Linked DNA regions of Capra hircus: region 2 is linked to region 1. Evidence: chromatin contacts called from public Hi-C data. All regions are on one chromosome and are shown on one strand. The core of a region is the stretch at or near the end of the contact, and the rest is flanking DNA. Distances in the headings are between cores, read along the strand shown. Region 1 holds the start of ERCC5 (DNA repair protein complementing XP-G cells). Region 2 holds the start of TPP2 (tripeptidyl-peptidase 2).

What was found. Hi-C and Micro-C count contacts between places; a contact is called where the count stands out from the background.
Region 2: a Hi-C map of blood shows a contact between it and region 1, with 5 times the contacts expected there. The contact joins the enhancer-like site here to the promoter of ERCC5 in region 1. A contact is called at or near these places in 2 of 5 Hi-C or Micro-C datasets (both in blood).

The regions. Positions count from the first base shown.
Region 1 is chr12:7,220,360-7,226,808 of ARS1.2, forward strand. ERCC5 (DNA repair protein complementing XP-G cells) reads right to left here and starts at 3,274. Exons shown (of 15, transcript XM_013968375.2): 1 at 2,419-3,274. The coding sequence starts at 2,506.
Region 2 is chr12:7,426,886-7,433,334 of ARS1.2, forward strand. It overlaps TPP2 (tripeptidyl-peptidase 2), which reads right to left and starts at 142. Exons shown (of 30, transcript XR_001918923.1): 1 at 1-142. Within about 2 kb of position 3,811, at least 5 of the 5 cell types and tissues checked have an H3K27ac peak or open chromatin away from gene starts, as enhancers often do.

The DNA.
Region 1 (6,449 bases), core at 2,024-4,523:
GAGAGGACGTGATGTATCTGTGGTCACTGGAAGGATGTCACTGAAGGCTCACGCCGGTGGCCAAGTGATGAATGAAATATCAATACAAGGAAACCTGCTTTAAACGTTACAATAGGCAGAGTGAAAGCAGAATGCAGTGGTGAGAACAAGATGTCAGCTAAAGGGTCCATCCTGGAAGTACGATTAGGTGTTGGCTTAGTTCTGTATCATACTGGGTCGATTTCTAATTGGCTTGTTCCAGTTGCTACACCACTGTATTAGATGGAAAAAGTTTCTACCTAACTCATTCAATTTTATGAAGCGTTAAGTCACCGAGTTGTGTTGGACCCTTTGCTACCTCATGGACTGGCTCCTCTGTCCATAGATTTCTCCAGGCAAGAATACTGGAGTGGGTAGCCATTCCCTTCTTCAGGGGATCTTCCCAACAAAGGAACTGAACCTGAGTCTCTAGGACTGCAGGCAGATTCTTTGCGATCTGAGCGACCAGGGAATGGGAAATCTAATTTCAGATCGGGAGCTCTCAACTCTGCTATCCTTTGGAACTAGATATGAACCTTCTGAAACACAGGCTATTAAACATGCTGTGCTTAGTCGCTCAGTCATGTCTGACTCTGTGCCACCCCATGGACTGAAGACCACCAGGCTCCTCTGTCCACAGGGATTTTCCAGGCAAGGATACTGGAATGTGTTGCCATGCCCTCCTCCAGAGGATCTTCCCAACCCAGGAATCAAACCCAGGCCCCCACATTGCAGGTGGGGCCTACACAGAGTGTAATATTTTGTTAATAATAGAGTTAAGTGTATTTTACTTTTAAGTAAGGTCCATAAAAGACAAAAGTTTAATTATTAATTCTTTATTATTTGACACAAACATTTATACTGTATAAATAAACAAGACACTCAGCTGGAAATGGTAAAAAGACCAAACAATTTATTTCAGGGATTCAAGAATAAATTATGAACCTAGTATGCCAAGGGTAATTTCTTCATTAACAAATAAAACCAAAAAACCTGAATACATTTTACAAATTATTAATTTCTCACATGGACTGGAATGTAAACTGATTCAAACTTTTGCTGACGTTTTAAGGGATCCTGACACTGGATACTGCTTTCATTCCTATGGATAGATATTAATAGTTCCATGGAGAAAACCTTCAGGAAGCAATGGTTTAAGGAACCACTAGAGGGCGGCCACAGCACGTGTGCTTCAAAAAAAAAACAAAACACAAACCTCTGCCACAAGGTTATCAGGCACAAAACTTTTAACCCACCATTCATTACGGATGTGTTTTAAATTAACCACATTGCAAAAAACGTGTAATCATTATCATCGTCTTGCCTTACCAAAAAAAAATTATCACTGTTCCATTACATATGAATTGTCTCCAACCAAAGTCAATGAATGGCTCCTCCTGCTGAATCCCCAACCCCTGACAGCGCATTTACCACAGCAATTACTGCAGGACTGTCTTCTCCACAAAGCATGGAGCTCCTAGGCTCATATGTCCCAACTTAGGGAACTGGTGGAAGGTACCACCAGCTTCTGGAACAGAAAAGACACTCAGAAAAAGAAAAGAAAGATAAAAACAGAAAGATAATGAAGAATGCCTAACAAATAAAAACACTAAAACTTCAGAAACAGCTTTCACTTGTTCCCGTAATTAGGAAACAACATCTAATTCTAAAGACAAAACCAGCCAAACACGCACACAAACGAGGAAAATAACGCACGGTACACCTTTTGAAATCTTTGCGGTGTTGTACCATACGAATTTCCTATTCCAAAAACAGTAACAAAAAAAAAAAAAAAAACACAGTAAAAGCTACTTAAAAAAAAGAAAATGTAAAACACATGTCCACAACGTTTTTCTTCCTCTCACAAATATAAACGGGCAAGACTCAGGACCGCTGGCAAAACTACTGGTAGGAAGTCGACTTCATTTTCTCTAGGCTGACCTCCCAGCCAGAATAACATCTTCAGGATTTGCAATATTAACAGTGCCAGACACTATTTCTAAACTCCTTTCATTTAAATATTCCCTTTATTCCTCCCACCAACTCTGTGTGTAGAGACTGTTATCACCTCCACTTCCCAGATGAAAGAACTGTAGAGAGGCGCAGAGCGTTGGGCCTAAGACTCCAATCCAGGGAGCTCTGACTGCAAAGCGGAAGAAAATGAGACACTTAGAAAGGAAGCGTCCTGAGGAAGATCCTATAGCTACTCCTCCCCGGCCTGAGACTCCCCCGGGCCGCCCCTCCAACGCCGCTCTGCGCCCCAGCAAAACTGACAGCAAAAAGCCCTGGCGTCTCACGTTGATGTCTGACAGAAAACAACACAATTCTGTAAAGCAGTTATCCTTCGATTAAAAAAAAACAACCCTGGCGTCCACCGAGCATCCCCAGTGTAAAGGATACCCACGGCAAGGATCTTCCCCTCCAGCGTCTCCGGGCTGATCTGCCGCCCGGAGCACTCCAACAGCTTCCAGAGCCCCTGGACTCCCATGAGGGAGCTGTGTCCTCGGCGTCGCGGGCGGCTTCTCACTCCAAGTCTTCCCCGCCCGGCTGCACAGCCGCCCGGGGCCCAGGAAGAGCCCTCTCAGCTTCTACTCAGAAAGACGGAAAATTAAGAGCCCGCAGCTGTCCAGGAAAAACCGACCCCGGCGAAACGGGCAGTTTCCAGAAACTGACACGGCCTTGCGGAAGAAAAACGGGACCGGACAAAACTGGCGACGCTGAGGGGCAAGTCCCCGTCTCCTCCAGCGCTCTGGCCCAAACGTTAGCACTCTTAACGGACGACCAAGGTGAGGGGCCGGCGCAGGCAAGATTTAATAGCCAGAAAAACTTCCTCCGAAAACTCCAGTCTACTCAAGCTCAGGCGTAAACGCACGGGAAATGGAGCTTCCCGGATGCCTTTTAATGCGTCGCGCAGGGCGGAAGTCCTGGCTCCCCGCGATGACGTATATCCGCTGCACCGATCATTCCGGAAGTGAGGGGGTGGTTCAACTTCTGTGTTTACGGCGTGTTGGCCGCCTTACCTTCTCTATGCAGGGATCTTATTTCTGTTAAACGTTGAAACCGTACGCGAAGCGTTTTCTCTCAGAAGTTACGGGTTTGTGCGTCCTTTTCTAGCGTCTGTTTCTTCCCAGTCTACCGCCAGTTGTGAAAATTCTTGATGCTAAGTATTGTTTATCGCGGGAAGCAATAACTGAAAGGTGGAAGCTTTGAATTCGTTTCAGTCGCTTAGTCGTGTCTGACTCTTTGCGACCCCATGGACAGCAGCATTCCAGGCTTCCCTGTCCATCACCAACTCCCGGAGTTTACTCAAACTCATGTCCATTGAGTTCGTGATGCCATCCAACCATCTCATCCTCTGTCGTCCCCTTCTGCCTTCAATCTTTCCCAGCATCAGGGTCTTTTCTAGTGAGTCAATTCTTCGCGTCAGGTGGCCAAAGTATTGGCGTTTCAGCATCAGTTCTAATGAATATTCAGGACTAATTTCCTTTAGGATGGACTGGTTGGATCTCCTTGCAGTCCAAGGGACTCTCAAGAGTCTTCTCCAACACCATAATTCAAAAGCATCAATTCTTCTGCGCTCAGCTTTCCTAATAGCCCAACTCTCACATCTATACATGACTACTGGAAAAACCGTATCCTTGACTAGATGGACCTTTGTAGGCAAAGTAGTATTTCTGCTTTTGAATATGCTATCTAGGTTGGTCATAATTTTTGTTCTAAGGAGCAATCCTCTTTTAATTTCATAGCTGCAGTCACCAGCTACAGTGATTTTGGAGCCCCCTAAAAAAGTCTGACACTTTCCACTGTTTCCCCATCTATTTCCCATGAAGTGATGGGACCAGATGCCATGATCTTCGTTTTCTGAATGTTGAGCTTTAAGCCAACTTTTTCACTCTCCTCTTTCACTTTCATCAAGAGGCTCTTTAGTTCTAGCTTTCTGCCAGACGTGTTATGTCATCTGCATATCTGAGGTTATTGATACTTCTGGAAATCTTGATTCCAGCTTGGGCTTCATCCAGTCTGGCATTTCTCATGATGTATTCTGCACAAAAGTTAAATAAGCACGGTGACAATATACAGCCTTGACTACTCCTTTCCCAATTTGGAACCAGCCTGTTGTTCCATGTCTAAGTATAACTGTTGCTTCTTTACCTACATACATATTTCTCAGGAGGCAGGTCAGGTGGTCTGGTATTCCCATCTCTTTAAGAACTTTCCACAGTTTGTTGTGATCCACACAGTCAAAGGCCTTAGCATAGTCAAAACAGAAGTAGGTGGAAGATTTGGTTGATATTTTTTCATTAATAAGTAGGTAGTTATCTGAAAATTTGTAGTAACCAGATAGTAATATGGTTTAAAATCTTAGCCCTTGAAGTACATTTTTCTTCAGCATTTAAGAGGCTTGTAGGTCAGAAATAACAAGAAACTCATTGCCAGAGTAGCTCCTGGAAAGGTGGTAGATTGGACCTCAGGCTAAGATTCAAACCCCCACTGAACCACTTATGGTGTTTAGCATTGCCCAGATCAGGTTTGTTCAAAACATCTTTCTTCATCTGTAATAGGCGGGCATAGAAGCAGTCTTACAAACTGTTTCAAGCAAGGATCATAGGTAATGTTTGTGAAGTACTTAACCACTAGTGGTCAATGAATGGTAGCCTTTTCATACAAATTTGTTCAGATTTGGACTATTGAAATTAGATTAAAATCAGTGAAAAGAAATGATTGGAAAATAAGTTTTTAGCGAAACTATTTTTTTGCCCAAACAGATGGTTCCCAGTAGCCAAGTTTCCTGAACCTGTGTACCCAGTTCCTCAGTCACCTCAGACCCTGTAACCCCATGGACTGTAGCCCACCAGGCTCCTCTGTCCGTGGGATTTCCCAGGCAACAATACTGGAAAAGTGAAAGGAAAGTGAAGTCGATCAGTTGTGTCGGACTCTTTGTGACCCCATGGACTGCAGCCTCCCAGGCTCCTCCGTCCATGGGATTTTCCAGGCAAGAATACTGGAGTAGGTTGCCACTTCCTTCTCCAGGGGATCTTGCTGACTCAGGGATTGAACCCAGGTCTCCCGCATTGCAGGCGATGGTTTGGGTTGCTATTTCCTGCCTTGGAATTTTCCTGACCCAGGGATCTAATCTGCATTTCCTGTGTCACATAGATTCTTTACCCCCACGACCTAGTTGCAACTAATTTTCTCTCAGGGCTAATCCTGGTAAAGTACTTACTTGCATTTCCTCCAGATGTAAAATTATATGCGGAACTTTTGTTCCTAAATGTATTTTGTCGGAATTAATATGATTACCTATTTGTGTCTTCCTCCACCCAACAGAGTAGATTGTAAAGTTACTGGAACCAACAACTGTTTTGTTGACTGTTGTATGTGTGTGTGTGAAGTCGCTCAGTCGTGTCCGGCTCTTTGCGAACCCGTGGACTGTAGCCCACCAGGCTCCTCTGTCCGTGGGATTCTCCAGGCAAGAATACTGGAGTGGGTTGCCATTTCCTTCTCCAGGGGATCGTCCCAACCCAGGGATGGAACCCGGGTCTCCTGCATTGCAGGCAGATGCTTTATCCTCTGAGCCACCAGTTGTATACCCCACTGTTTATATTTAGCAGGAATTCTATAAATATTGTCTAAATGACCACTTTCCCAGCCTCAAATCTAAATCTGCAGGGCATCTTGCACCCTATTGAATTTTCTCACAAGTTCAGATCCCATCAGAGCCATGTAATAATCCTGAGGTATGGGCTGAATTGTGTCCTCCAAAGTTCAAATGTTGAAGCGCTAACCCCTAGTGTCTCAGAATGTGACCAGCTGGAAACTGGGCCTTTTTAAAGTTAAAATGAGGCCATTAGGGTAAGTTAATCAGTCTGACTGGTGTCCTTAGAAAAGGAAATTTGGACACCCAGACACTAAGGCTCTTTGCACAGAGGAAAAAGCAAGTGAGGACACAGGGAGCTGCAAACCAAGAAGGTTCAGGAAACCAAATTTTGGATCTTGACTTCTAGCCTCTGGAGCTATGAGAAAATAAATGCTGTGTAAGCTACCAGTCTGACGTTTCATTTTGGTAGCCCCAGCAGACACATCTAGGATCCTGGACACATTTGTTCAATGTTGAGAATCTGAATAAAATGGAGATGGCACTTCTTTTTTGCAGTTTCTCTGAGATCAGTGACTTAACATGAAACACCTAGTAGGTAATGACACCCCCATTAGTTTGTTGAGTGAATGACTGAGGGGGAGAACACCACGAGCAAAATTGAAGTACAGAATGTGACTGAATTGCAGAGCACCTCGCCTGAAACCCTCTGGTGTCCGGAGAAGGCAAGTTGGGGGGTATTATAGCTGCTGCACCAGCTTGCCCTAATGATGGGGCATTGTAGCAGGAAAAAGAACACTTTCAGGATTTGATCTAAATGAAGCTACCTGAGAGC
Region 2 (6,449 bases), core at 2,561-5,060, 210 kb after region 1:
ACCCGGGCGGCCGCGGGCCTGGGTTAGGAGGGGAGGTGCGGACGGGGTGGGCGGGGCCAGCCTCCGGCCAATAGCCGAGCCGTCAGGGAGGGCCGGCCAATCCCGCGCCGCTACGTCAGAGCCGACGGCGCCGCTCTCCGGAAGCCGAGCCCGAGAGGTACCCGGGGCCGCAGAAAAGGGGGCGGAGCCTGGGGCGTGGCCAGAGGGGTTCGGGGGGCTGGAGCCCTCGGGGCGGGGGGCCTTAAACCAGAGAGACGCACGGGGCGGAGATATTTTTTTTAGGGGGCGGGTCGGCTTCTAAGCAGAGCGTCCGCGTATCCCCGCCCCACCGCGGGGACAGAGAAGGAAGTGGAGGCTAAGTGGGGGCTTGCCCTCTGGAGAAGCGGGAAGCCCCCTTCTGACAGTCGATGGTTTCTGAACATGCAGGTGTGGATGAATGAAACTTTGCGGTCAGCTGCGGCGGAACCCCCCGGGTGGACCCCGAGCAAAGGGAGCCCACGCGAGCTCGCTTAAACCCCTTAGGTGTGTCGGATATTGGCGAAAAGCCAGGAGATCAATTTTTTGATTTGGGAGAGTGGGAGTGATTTTTCTGGTTGGGAGCTCTTTGATTCAGTGGTGTCGGGCTGGTGTTCCCCTGTCTCGAAGGTGTGTCCCTTTGAAGGATGGTGATGGTGGTGGTGGGCACGGGCCAGGGCTGCAGTCTGCAGTCAACAGGAAGCGGGTTGCTGGCCATTCCATCGCCCTCGGTAGCCAGTAACAAAGTAGCTTCCCGAAGTGGGCCCCTCCTATCCTCCTGTCTTACCCTGGGCTTCCGGGATTTCTGAAAAACATTTTTTTTTTTCCTTTTTCTTACCCCCCCAACGCCCCGCCGGCCCCGACTCTCTAAGTTGGTGTTCCTGGTTGATCCTCAGGGTTCGTCACTCAGCTGAAAGTGAAAGTCAGTCTTGTCCATTCTTTGCGAACCTTGGACTGGATCTAGCCTGCTGGGCTTCTCTGTGCATGGAATTCTCCAGGCAAGAATACTGGAGTTGGTTGCCATTCCCTTCTCCAGGGGGGATCTTCCCCGACCCAGGCATCGAATCTGGGTCTCCTGCATTGAAGGCGATTTCTTTACCATCTGAGCCACCAGGGAAACCCTGATAGAGCCGTAATTGGCAATTTTCCAGATTAAGAGTGGCTGCTATCAATTGCTCCATGCTGCCCCAGTGGCCCGTTAATGATTTTTCTGTCTGTATTCATGCCAGGGTAATCTCAGTCTTTGTGAGGATGTGCCAAGGATGGATGCTTTTGGCAGTCTGGTCAGCCTTAAGGTCAGCTTCTCAGAACAATTTTCAACTCATAAAATATAGAGAATTACAGAAGAAATTATGTTGAAATAGCTATCAAAATATGAAAACTTTGTTATACAGAAATAGTTTTGTACATGTGTGTATGTAGTTACACATATGCTTCTTTTCGTAAACAGGAGCTAGTGCCAAATCTAATAAGTGCCCGTAATTGCACAATAGTAAAGAGCATAAATGATATTTTGAGACCTGTACTATGACAAGAAGCTGATTTTTATGGCTGACACAGGAACAAACGGTAATGCTAATACCACTCCGGTTATTACCTACATCTATAATTGAAGGAAATACTTAACTAAAAGTTTAGTGGAAGTTAAGCTGTATTTATCTTTTTCTACTCAAGTGTTTGAACCCCTCAGATTCTATCATGGACTCCAGGTTATGAATGCATGGTGTCAAGGGAAATCCTATGTACACCAGTCTCCACTTCACAGGATTAGGGGATTCTCCATGAAGTCTCAAAAATTACCGTAAAGGCTGTGCAGTTTCTTTGAATTGATTACTTGCCCGTTCATTCTACTCCGTAAGTCTTAGAGAAGCACGTTCTCTTTAGTGAAGAGGAAACAGGATAGTTAACAGTTTTCCTTCCTACTCCCAACTGTGTTTATGTTACCTCAAAAAGGACTTACAGTGATTGAGAAAGAAAAGAGAAGGACAAACTCAGAAGACATTCAAGAAAAACATATGGTGACAGAGTGGATGGGATAGCTTCCAGGTTCAACTGTTCAACTGTTCAACTGTTGTCCAGTCGTTTCATTTTACAGATGAAGAGCAAAGATAGACAGGTTTACTGACTGCCACAGGTTACAAAATGAATTGATGAAAAAGCTGGATCTCTATTCTGTCTGTCTCTGATTACCACACCAGTCGAGCTCTGCTGGAGTGTCACCCAATGAATGGATGGGGAATGAACTGTTCACTACGAAACCAAAGTGGCAGGCTTTTTATTAGACTCCTGTAACAGTGTTTAAAAAATTTATTCTGCTTACATATCCCATAAAAATATTTTAGAAAGATTATGTACCTTATATAGTTTTAATATAACAGAATTTGTCATCATACTCTCAAGGAATGAGGAATGTAATATCTGACATTTTATAAATATTGACTTTCTTTAAACTTCTATGTCATTCATTTAAATGTAGCTAGTTGAATTTACTCTTTGACACTCTTGTTGTTTGACACAGCATTGTGCGTTTATATACGTGAAGATATTCCATTTAAATTCAATCAGACATTTGACATTGCTTTCTTCTTGAAATTTTATCATTCTACACAGAATTTTATCCTAATGTAATTTATATTTATAATGGAAAGTCCTATTGATCATTTATTATCTGCAACAAAAATATGTATGTTAATATTTTAAAAATTTTCCTGGGATCAAAATGTTAATATTTTTCTTTTAGATTATCTCTCAATTATTGGCAGGTTGATCAAAACAATACACATCCTAAGCTTTACTATTTGATTAAGATAAAAATTACAGAACAAAAAGAAAATTCTTATTGAAAATGCAGGTCTTAAAAAGATGCATGAGATGCATGCTTTGGGGCTGTGATTAAAGATTTTGCTGACGGTTTTTCAAATCGTCCGTTGATTTGATGTCCAAGAAGCTGTTTCACCTGCAGGAGATGTGCCATAGTAAGGTGCCTTTTTATCTTTAAAGCAGGAGACCCAGCTGTGAAACAGGTGGGAAGGCGGTATGTCCTTCCATCACAGGCACTTCTTCAAGCAGGTCAATTTGGAAAACAGGAGATAGGACATTTAAGCCTTTGGAAACTGATTGGACTGAAGTTATCCAGGACTTTGTACCACAGTTTGAAGACCACTGCTTTTTAAAACCTCTGAAATCACTTGAGCTCAGGACGAAGTCATTTATGGTTTGTCTTGGAGCCCCAGTATTCTTCACTCTGTTTTTACACCGGCTGCTCTCTGGATTTAATGACATTCCCAGCTAAGGCAACTCTTTCAATGCTCAGTCCGTTTGCTAAACCGGACAAACAGCTCAACGGTTCATCCATCATTGGCTCTCCGAGGAAACAATGAAGATACAGATAAACACAACGAGGGCTTAGGAATGGGGACGAGGAGGAAGGGGAGGACGGAACACGGCAGGGTCAGGAGGGCAAGGCCTGGTATCCGGAGTGAAGTGCCAGGCGGGACGCCCGCACCTTCCCACGCAGCACTGTCGGAGCCGGAAGCGCTGTGCCAGGTGTCTCCAGGCCCACCTCCCTTCCGCATCACCTGCGGGGAGGGGGGCCAGCGTGCCAAGGCAGAGGAGCGGGCAACAGCAATCTCTTCCCCTGACTCACCTGCTTTGTAACTATTGTGGCACCGTATTATTTACAGAATATCCTTTGATCAAGCATCCCAGGCCGCGCCGAGATTGGGAAAGCATCCCACGTGTCCAGATGCCGGGCTTGGCAATTCAGCGCCATTTGCCAGCGAGGCCCCTCCTCCCGTGGGCGGCCCCCGGCCCCGCCCCCGGGCGATGATCCCGGGGAGAAGGAACGGGAGGGACGCTCGGGCCCTGTGAGATGAGCAACTTCCTTGACAGTCGACTGGGGCTGGAGGACTCCCCCCGGCGGCTTTGCCAAGCCTTCGCTAGGCTGCCGGGCACCCAGCGCTGGCTTTTCTCGTCTTTACTCGGGGGCGGGCTCGCATCGCGCCCTCACGGCTCTCCCAAACCTTTGGTGGACTCTTAACCATTTTTCCTCGCCCAGGCATTTCCCCGATAGCATCTTTGCTCCCCGAAGCCAGGCTTGACGTCTGCTTTTCGGAGGTTGCGGATTACAACAGCTCACACCAGAGAAACGGAGATTCAGGTGCTTTAGACTTAAGCACTGCCGCCCCCCGGAGGCAAAGGCCGTCCTTGCCTCGCGTACACGCCCACTGTCTGGACAATCTCCAGGGCACAGCCGGATGGACCAATGTGTTCCTCAAAGTTTAAGGCCCAGGTCTGCGCTTAGCTGTAAAGGAGGCTGGCAGATTCAGTTCTGACTTCTTGCATAGGCAGGCAGGACTGATAATGTGGGAGATTCTATAACCATATAAAGGCCGTTCCAAAGATGCCTCAGTTCAAAAGATTTGCTCATCATACCAAACATTCACTATGCCAAGATATAAATAATATCTATTCGTTTAGTCTTAAGATTTATATGATTCTAAATACTTTAAGTGATACTTGCCATCCTCTCTATTTCTATTTCTATTCTTTCTACCTCCGAACTCAATTAAACAATGTAACACAGGTCCAGCTCCGAGAAACTTCAATAAGAGAAATAATAAACTAGATAATTTGGATCAAGACTCCTGCTGGGAATATTGAGGGGAAACTGGACGACATATGAAAAATACCTGCTTGTATGCCTCCTAGGGCTAGCAGTAGGGTGAAGAATTTCTGGAGTAGATATAAACCCAGAGCCTGGAGCCAAACGTTTAGGACAGTCTTGCCTTTCAGGGCAAAGGGAAGTGGGGAGAAAAATCCTAGAAAAATTGAAAAGGTGAAGATCATGTGCTTGTTTGGGGGGGGCATGTCAGAGGGCCGTTCATGTCTCCCCCACGCAGAAATTGGTACTGGGAGATGGATGTGAGCTGCTGAAGCTGAAACTCCAATACTCTGGCCACCTGATGCGAAGAGCTGACTCATTGGAAAAGACCCTGATGCTGGGAAAGATTGAAGGCAGGAGGAGAAGGGGACAACAGAGGATGAGATGGTTGGATGGCATCACCGACTCAATGGACATGAGTTTGAGCAAACTCTGGGAGTTGGTGAAGGACAGGGAAGCCTGGCATGCAGCAGGCTATGGGGTCACAAAGAGTCGGACACGACTGAGAGCCTGAACTGAACTGGGAGCTGGCTTTAGGAATCTGGAGACTTGACCTTTAGTCCTAGTTCATTGGTTTGTGATTTTAACAAGACAGTGAACCTCTCTGGACTTCAGTTTACTCGTTTGAATGGGAAAGAGTTAATGGAGCCCCCTTCCTTTGTAGTTACGGCTGGTCGGTGGGGGGTGTGGAGGGGAGATTTTGAATCAATTTCAAAACAGTACATTTTATTAATCAGTTAATCTAGGAAAGTTTAAACATGTCCCCCAGGGCATGTGCTCTTAGCATACTAAGGCTAGAGTTGTCAGTTCCTGAGAAATAGAGTCAGTGTTATATAAATAGGACAAGTGTGAGTTTTTCACATAGGAGAGAGAGGTGCCTTTGGAAGGAAATAAATACTGGGAGAGATGAGATGTGTTTAACTGCAGATATTTAGTGCAGGTAAACAAGCATAAGCCACAGTGTAAGTCTCCCTCCATTTTCCTCTTGTTTCTGGTACCAGAGCTGCCCTTTACCCCTCTGACCAGCTGTTGCTGGGACCAGAGACCACCCCTTCCTTCTGCAGAATCAGTAGAAAGTGGGCAGGATAGCGAATCCATTGGCTTCCAGAGGAGGTTTGGAGCCGGTAGACTTAACGGACACACAAAATACATGCAGTGAATTGGGACTGATTATTTGTGGAGATCGAGATGGTGGGTCCTCACTTAAGAAGTATGGGGCGAGCTGAGGCTTCCCTTCACACAAGGCGCACGGTCCCTGCTGTGTGGGCAGCAAGGATGTCCCCATGTTCTATCTGGCTGTAGCTGAAGAGACTAAGGGTCGTCCTGTGCTCAGGCGGATGAAAGAAGCAGACGGGCGTGAGTGTGTGATGGAGGGTTGGAGTGAGGTTCTTGAAAGTTGGCTCTTGAGCCCCACTGCTGTGGGGCTGAGAACACTCCATTATCCAGGGCTATCATATTCTCTGAAAAGCCCTAGCCCACTGCGCTGCTGCTTTTGGTTTGATTATGGTGATCCCCCCCATGTTGTTGTTTAGTCGCTGAGTCCTGTCCAACTCTCTGTGACCCGCTGGACTGTAGCCCGCCAGGCTCCTCTGTCCATGAGATTTCCCAGGCAAGAATACTGGAGTGGGTTGCTACTTCCTTCTCCAGGGGATCTTCCCGGACCAAGGATCAAACCCTCATTTCCTGCATTGGCAAGTGAATTCTCTACCACTGAGCCACCCTCCTTATATTAAACACTTTTATTTCATAGTCTTTGGAATTTCGTCTTACT